2 separate regions of the Zea mays genome follow, and region 2 is linked to region 1. A link is a contact called in public Hi-C data. All regions are on one chromosome and are shown on one strand. Each heading gives the region's core, a stretch centred on a gene start, on an enhancer-like site or on the middle of the called end of the contact. The rest is flanking DNA. Distances are from core to core; before and after follow the strand shown.

Region 1 (3,938 bases), core at 148-2,647:
ATCGCGTTGTGATGAGTTCTAAACGGCAGTTTAATTTTTTTCTTTTTGTTTATTTGGTTATCAAATATCACACCTAGATTGCCATGTCAACCAGTAGGAATGGGCACGCACGTTACGTGCGAGATCTCTGGACGGTTGCACATAGAGATATTCCAGAGGGCGGTTTCTGGAATTTAGCAGATCTAATCAAGGGGTTGCGGTGGCCCATCTATATAGGGCAGACGTCTTTCAGTTGGAGGAAACATGCGAATAACAACCGACTCGTCCTCTTCTTCTCAATTCTATGCGCTGTCACTTCTCTGCACTGCCATCGTTTCGTCTGTCGTGCGGCAGATCAAAGGAGAGTGGTGTCTCCGAACCACCGCTGGTATTTTGACGACCTGCATAGGTGCCGGCGAATCAGGTTTCTGGGAAGTGCTTCGCGCACGTCCGTTCGGGTTCTTCTTCAACACTCGTGGAAATCACTGTGAGTAAATTTGCTTTTTCAGTTTATTGCGATGACGGTCTTATAGTTAGATCCGTTGTCGATTCTTCTTTTATGTGTTAATCTTGTTGAAATAGTTCAGATCTGTTTTGTTCTAATGTTGTCGATATTATCTGGGTTTTTCGTTTTATGCTGCATTATAAAATTAATCTTAGGCATTGTTAATTTTTCCAACAATTCTTAAATCTTATAGCGTAAAATTTAAAGTTCATTATCATCTATAGCAACACGTGCTCTCAGTCTATGTGGCGCGCGAAGAATATATTCCAACATAAGGAGAAAGGTATATGTTCCGAACAGATGAGCTTTCTTAGAACGCGCAACTTCCGTTGCTACGGGTGGATAGCTTGCATCCAACGCTACCACAGGTATGTTCGCCTGGACCATCAAGGATCAGAGCAACGAGCATATATATGAGTTTTTCCCATCATAGTATATATATGACAGGGAGTTTTGGCATCTGCCAATAAGTTCCAAATCTTGGGAAAAAAATACTTGGTTTTGTTTTGGAGTGGAGGATACTGCTATCTGTTGGAAAAACTCCGTTGCCATACAGTGCGGATAAGCGATTTCAGTTTCAGATCACGAAGTCCATTCAGGCCACAATAAATTCAGGCATAGCACCCCATCCTGGTACCCTATACAACTACGACATGCTGCTACTGCTGCTAATACTACTAAAGAAGCACAAGTGCAGCCTGTCAGCCATATATATGCAATGCAAGGCAGAAAAAGAGAGAGAACAAAAAAAAAAAAAAGCGGGCATCTACACGCATATCCTACGTGCGGTGCGTGTGATCCTCTGGACGGAGCTTATCGTTTTCAGGCTCGAAGGGTGTGATCTGGCTCTGATGCAGATAGATAGATGCCTGCTTTACAGCTCCCATGCTGCCATTGGCCCTCTTATCTCTTTCAGGGCGTTGCAGGACACAGGTTCCTATGGTTATGGCTCTGCAATGTAGATATGATTCTGCTCAGGGGATGAATGGACCACCGTCTGGTACTGCCGCGCGCGGTGCTGTTCTCTATCTACCAGAATGAGACAGCTTTTCATGTGTGTGCATGGCTGCAACAGGAGGCCAGGAGAGATATTCATAGTGGCTCAATTGGTGGCAGCCGTTAGTCCCGGTCCTTTTCGACTCGATCGATCTCATAGAAAACAGGCGGTACAGAATTGTAGATGACACTGTTTACAAAGAAAAATTTAAGAGCTAGCTTGGAAACCACATTTTTCCAGAGGATTTTCATTTTCCCAAAAAAAATTAGTTTATTTTTCCTTATGAAAATAGAAATCACATAAGAAAATGATGTTCTCAAACTAGCCCTAAATAAAAAAATGAGATAGAAGATCTGCTGGAGATAGCTTTAGAGATCCATTTTTCATTTTTTAAATTCCCACTAAGCCACAAATGATAACTCTCATTCCCTACTAAATGGTTTCGGTTCCTCTAATTTGTTTGTTTTTTTAACATCTAAGGGCTTGGAAATTTTATTTTTTAAGGTAGTTTTATTTTTCTAAAGAAAATTAGTTCTTTTTCTCTTATGAAAATAAGATTCATTTAGAAAAATGAGGTTCTCAAACTAGTACTAAAAATGTTTTCTATGTTCTCTGGATACTGATGCAGCTTAGCTTATGCAGAAGCTGGACGGCTCCTAAATTAAGCTTGTCTCTTGACTCTTGAGCCCTAGCTAGTTTCTTGGGTGCTGTCGAATTTGAGCATCCGTCGCGGAGGGTGCGTGATAGCGAAGGAGTCTACCTATGTTCTGAAACTTCAGCCAGATTCAACCATTCCAAGAATTGTTTACGAACGGACGACGGCTTGGTTGTTGCTGTTCTTCGAAGTAACAATTATTTTTAACTGTAGGGTCCAAAATTCCGGGGAAAAAATTCTATGCAGGAGTCATGTACAGTGAAGCGTTTACAGGATTAGCAAGATAGGACGTTCTGATGCCGAAATTATTCCGTCTAATCAGCTTCCTGCGTTCGTCGGAGTTGTTCGGCCTGGCTGCTGTTTAAGCCAGCTCCATCTGCTCGCCTGCTGGAATAAACACGACTAAAATACATGATCGTCGTGTAATAAGGTTTGAGTAATAAACTAGTCTATCATCTTCTCATTTATCACTTTTTTTTGTTTATACTTCATTCTTGAATATTTGTCACTCCGTTAATATATTTTTGAACTAAAACGCGATAAATAAAAAAAAATTGAAGGAGTAGAATAGAATGAGTTGATCCATTATCAACTTATTACTCATAATTAATTACTTAATACTAACATAAATAATGGAGTCATCCCACCAAATTTAAGAATTGGATTTATAATACAACGTCTCATCTTGAATTAAGTGATTCTTCAAAACAAACACTCTTAAATACTTCATTGTATATAACTCCTATGTTGATTTTTTTTATGTTTGTTTCGGCCTTGTTTGTCGTTCCGTATCAAACTATGCACACTGGTAAAGTAACTCATTGATTGGCTATTTTGCTTTACAATGCAAAGGCGTTCGTTATCAGATTCATGAATTCATACCTGGCTTACAAAGCACATTCTATCTGACCTATATAGAACACTAGATTCAAGTCTAGTTTTTTTCTCATGTATACATATATGTACTAGTAAATTATTACTTGGTATTGGAAACTGGAACTTCATATCTATTGCATAGAGGAAGGTTATATATATATAGACTCAGAGAAATCCCTAACTCTAATGGGCCGATAGCCCAATAGTGGTGTCAACCCAATTACACATACATAGATAATAGAAACACACACTCTAACATCCCCCGCAATCACAACGGGAGCACCGTAAATGATGAGACTGAAGTAGAAGACGAAGGTAAGAGTCGACGTGTTGAAATCTTCCCGCAGTCGCAGCATCATGAGGGTGCGAGTGTTGCGGTTGGAATAGAGACTAGTGTGCACTCTGTGTAGATGATGCGCTGCCTCGTTCTTCGGAGGGTCGACATTCGAGCATCAATGGTCGGCGGGGTGACACAATAAAAGGAGAGCAGCAGCAGGCTCGAGGGCCTTCTGGCTTCTTTCCGTGTCCAGACGTTGAGGAGCATCGCTAGGGAGGTCGGCGGCAGCGCACGCGTATGTGTTGGTCGGGTGGCTGCACCCACGGCAGAATAGAAGGGGTATCGACAGATCCGGTCGGGAAGCTACGACAGCGACGGATCCAGCCATGAAGACAACGATCCGGCCAAAGGGATGACGGATCGAGCAAGCAAGGTCGTGACAGTGGTGGATCCAGTCGGGAAAGCCACGACAGCAATGGATTGCGAACACAAGGTTGACTTGTCCCTTGTGGTTCGGGTTGATGATGAGTGATTGTCAATGGGTAGCACTCTGGGTATTCAATGGACTGACTAGAGTGTGAGATTAAGCTTGTGGAACCATGTAGGTCGACTTGTGGTGTGCAGATGAGGAGCACAGGAACGATGGTTG
Region 2 (3,628 bases), core at 843-3,342, 41 kb after region 1:
TAAACATCGACATACTATAATAAAAATATCTAAATAACCATAAATTGTGTCTATGTCCCTAAATTATTCAAATCTATAAATACTAAGACCGTATCCAGCAGTTCACTCATATGGTCACCTAAAACACTATTTTTATATTGTTTTGCGCTATAGACTATACTGTTTACACAATGAAATTTGAATATAAGGATATGGATGTGTAAACTGTTGGAGATAGTTTAATATATAAAAACACATCAAGTATACATATATGCCATACCATCACGTAGATCAAGCACAATGTGTATTCATTAAAGATAAGCATATGTTATATTTCAACATTCATAAAAAACAAGGCCACGCATATACACGAACACAAAACGTATAAGATTTAATATCCATGACAAAAAAATATAAATTGTCACTACAAAATAATTTGTACATTTTGTTGAAAAATTACACCATATTTATATCAAGAATATAACCAGAAACACCATAATTTTTTAGCAACACTGCTACACATGTAGTAATTCATAAATTAGCATCTTGGAAAAAAAGGAAGGGGTTTAGTCCTGAGTGCTGACTAAAGATGGCTATGCCCTTTTTAGGGGTTTTAGATTCTTTTGTACTCCTAGATATTTTTTGTGAATGTTTACCTAGATGGATGCAGGTTCTCTTGTTGTTAATCCATTGGGACATTTAGATCAAAAGGATGGAGTATTTGACGTGGAGGAACAAAAGAAAAGACTCCACCAACCTCAGGTACACCATCTTCATTTCCATCCAACGACAACTTATTAAAATCGATCAACATATGTGATGTTTGCGTTTTGTGTTTAACAGGCTGGTGAGTGCTTTAAAGGCTGGAGTGTTTTATAACCATGAGAAAGGAGCGGTGGCGGAGCAGCGACATTTTCAAATATTGAATGTTTTTCGTTTTTGTTAATGTGTTTGGCGCGTCTATATTCGTATTACTGCTTTTGGCGTCAGTTGGATAAAAATGTAATAAATGCTAAGATGACCGGTTACAATATCCATATGTCCCGTAAGAATCTTTACATTTAATGAAGGGTATTCTTCTAATCTCTCATGCTACTACTTATTAAAATAGGGATCGTTAAACTTAAATTTTTATACTCGGTTAGAAACACGGTCTATCTCGACCATTAGCACCGCAGTACATGTTGCTAAGAGTAAAGTTTACAATTGAGATCCTCATTTTTAATAAAATACAAAAGGACAATTAAAAAATAAAATTAGCTCAACAATTTCAATTTAACTCGTGGAAAACTAACTAAATACTAGCTCTGCCACTGAAATTGATGAAGAGGAGGGAGCACCGCCGGGCTGGCGGTTGACTCCGGTGAAGAACCAGTTGGCGCGCAAGCTGGATGAGTCTGTACAACGGCTCGTATTTGCTGGATCACGTGTGCTGTATTTGGTACCGCTTCTCCAGTCTCCAGAGAAAACGCTTATTTTTATCGTTACACTATTCGGAATTTCGGATCTGAATGTGCAAGTTAGAACAGAACATCTGGGTTAACCATTGTGGGCCCTAAAAAGTCTTTTTATAATACCGGACCTTGGAAGCATGCTAGCCAGAAGCCCACTGGGCCGTGTGCTCTCTAGTCCATGCGCCATTTCGTTTGTGTCGACTTTAATAATTTTTGTCATTCTCTCAGATTATTTTCCTGAGAGCATTGTGCGTATATTTATACTAATTACGTTTGAGGATGCTGTTAGAAATTTTAAATTCAAACGTTGTAAATTTAACTTAATTATTCAAAAAAATATGTATAAGGTACCAAGATATAACGTCACATGTCTTTCAGCAATACAGTTCTTCTAAGTTTTATAAAAAATCAACGAAGTCCCACAGGATTACGCGATCATTGGATGCGTACAAAAATAGTGTCCGTCCCCAACATCTTTAGCTGAAAATGATGGCAAAGAGCACAAATCCAGGAAAACCTAGTCGAAACAGAATCTCCATGTATATCAGTATACATAAACATTTTCAATGATACTATAGAATATTGATAATAAACTCATTTTTGAATTGACCATTCCATTTGAATTAAAAAAAATTATGTCACAGTTGCCACCACACTGTTTCCTTATTGTCTACTCACCCCATTATGAGCCACCTTCCTTTTTTTTCATTTGCTATAATAATTCCAGCGCCTCTTATTATATTTTTTTAACTCGCTATTTCTGCTCACCTCCTCCTCTCCTTTTCTTCCTCCCTCAGCCTGGCCTCAACTCCCCTCCCATCCCGTCCCCCGATCTCATCTCGCCGGCGGCGGCGATGGCGGGCAACGATAATTGGATCAACAGCTACCTCGACGCCATCCTAGACGCCGGAAAGGCTGCCATCGGCGGCGACCGGCCTTCCCTCCTCCTCCGCGAGCGCGGCCATTTCTCCCCCGCGCGCTACTTCGTCGAGGAGGTCATCACCGGGTACGACGAGACCGACCTCTACAAGACATGGCTACGCGTACGTCCGTTGCCGATGCGGCCAACGCCAATTCCACCTCTTATCTTCCGTTGCTGTTGCTGTGATTCCGTTACCGATCTGGGTGTGCCGTGTCTGCAGGCGAACGCCATGCGGAGCCCGCAGGAGAGGAACACGCGGCTCGAGAACATGACGTGGAGGATCTGGAACCTTGCAAGGAAGAAGAAGGAGGTAAGCTCGGTTTTTCTCCGGTTGCTTCTCAGCTTGGACTGTGCTATAGATTGCCACTACGAAGTATCATTTGACGTTGGATGAGTTTTGTGGCGGGTATTCTGCATAGATGTTGCTGATTATCTGTGCTTGTTAGATCGATCATTTCTTTTACTTTCCCTCAGTTAGAGACTTACAGGCTTAGAACTGGACGTTGTACTTGCTAGGTGACGTTTGCACGCAACCAGATCAGTTAAAGATGAGATACATAAGCTAAACATCATATTGACTTGCGCGAGGAGTTGTTTTCCGACGGCATTGGTCTCTGATACAGCTTTGACATTGTACTTTGCCAGTCTTTCCTAAGTTTTTCAGCTGCTACTGCTGTCCCTATGTTTCTAGTCACTGTTAGCTTGTAAATGGCTTTCACTTGTTCAGTAGCTGGACCAATTGTGACAGATGCTGGGAACAAGGGAATTTCATGAAAGAAGTTTGTAGATGGCTTTCACTTGTCCAGTAGCTGGACCAATTGCGACAGATGCTGGGAACATAGGAATTTCATGAATGTCCACTACCCACTAGTTGACTAGCTGAGCCAATGGGAGCGTGATGACACTGCATATCCATTTCAGCATCCTTTTTATCCATTCTAAAGCCCTCTACTGATATTATTCTGTCCCCAAGAAACAACACATTCTGTTTTGACTAATATTTCCACCATCATAGAGTTAAGCACTTTTGCACAGTAATTTTAGGTCCTGTTTGAATGTACTAGCTGCTAAAATTAGCTAGAGACATCCAAACAGTCTAGTTAATAGTTCAGTTATTAGCTGCTTTTAGCTGGAGACATCCAAACACCCCAACTAATAGTCCAGCTAACTATTAGTTGCACCCTCAACCATCCATTAGTTCATTAGTTGGTTCAACCTATCTAAAATCAGCTAATAGTTAGCCAACTAATTGCACTAGGAATTTTTAGCCAGC

What was found. A called contact is a pair of places that touch in the nucleus more often than the background predicts.
Region 2: a Hi-C map of bundle sheath shows a contact between it and region 1, with 3 times the contacts expected there. The contact joins the promoter of LOC103626734 here to the enhancer-like site in region 1. A contact is called at or near these places in 7 of 25 Hi-C or Micro-C datasets (bundle sheath, ear, leaf and 1 more).

The regions. Positions count from the first base shown.
Region 1 is chr5:98,506,479-98,510,416 of Zm-B73-REFERENCE-NAM-5.0, forward strand. No RefSeq gene overlaps it. Among protein-coding and RNA genes, the nearest start is that of LOC103626734, 40 kb to the right of the region's middle. Within about 2 kb of position 1,398, at least 13 of the 20 cell types and tissues checked have an H3K27ac peak or open chromatin away from gene starts, as enhancers often do. A contact at or near this core is called in bundle sheath, ear, leaf and 1 more, where this site is marked.
Region 2 is chr5:98,546,424-98,550,051 of Zm-B73-REFERENCE-NAM-5.0, forward strand. LOC103626734 (probable sucrose-phosphate synthase 2) reads left to right here and starts at 2,093. Exons shown (of 13, transcript XM_008647115.3): 1 at 2,093-2,476; 2 at 2,576-2,665. The coding sequence starts at 2,288.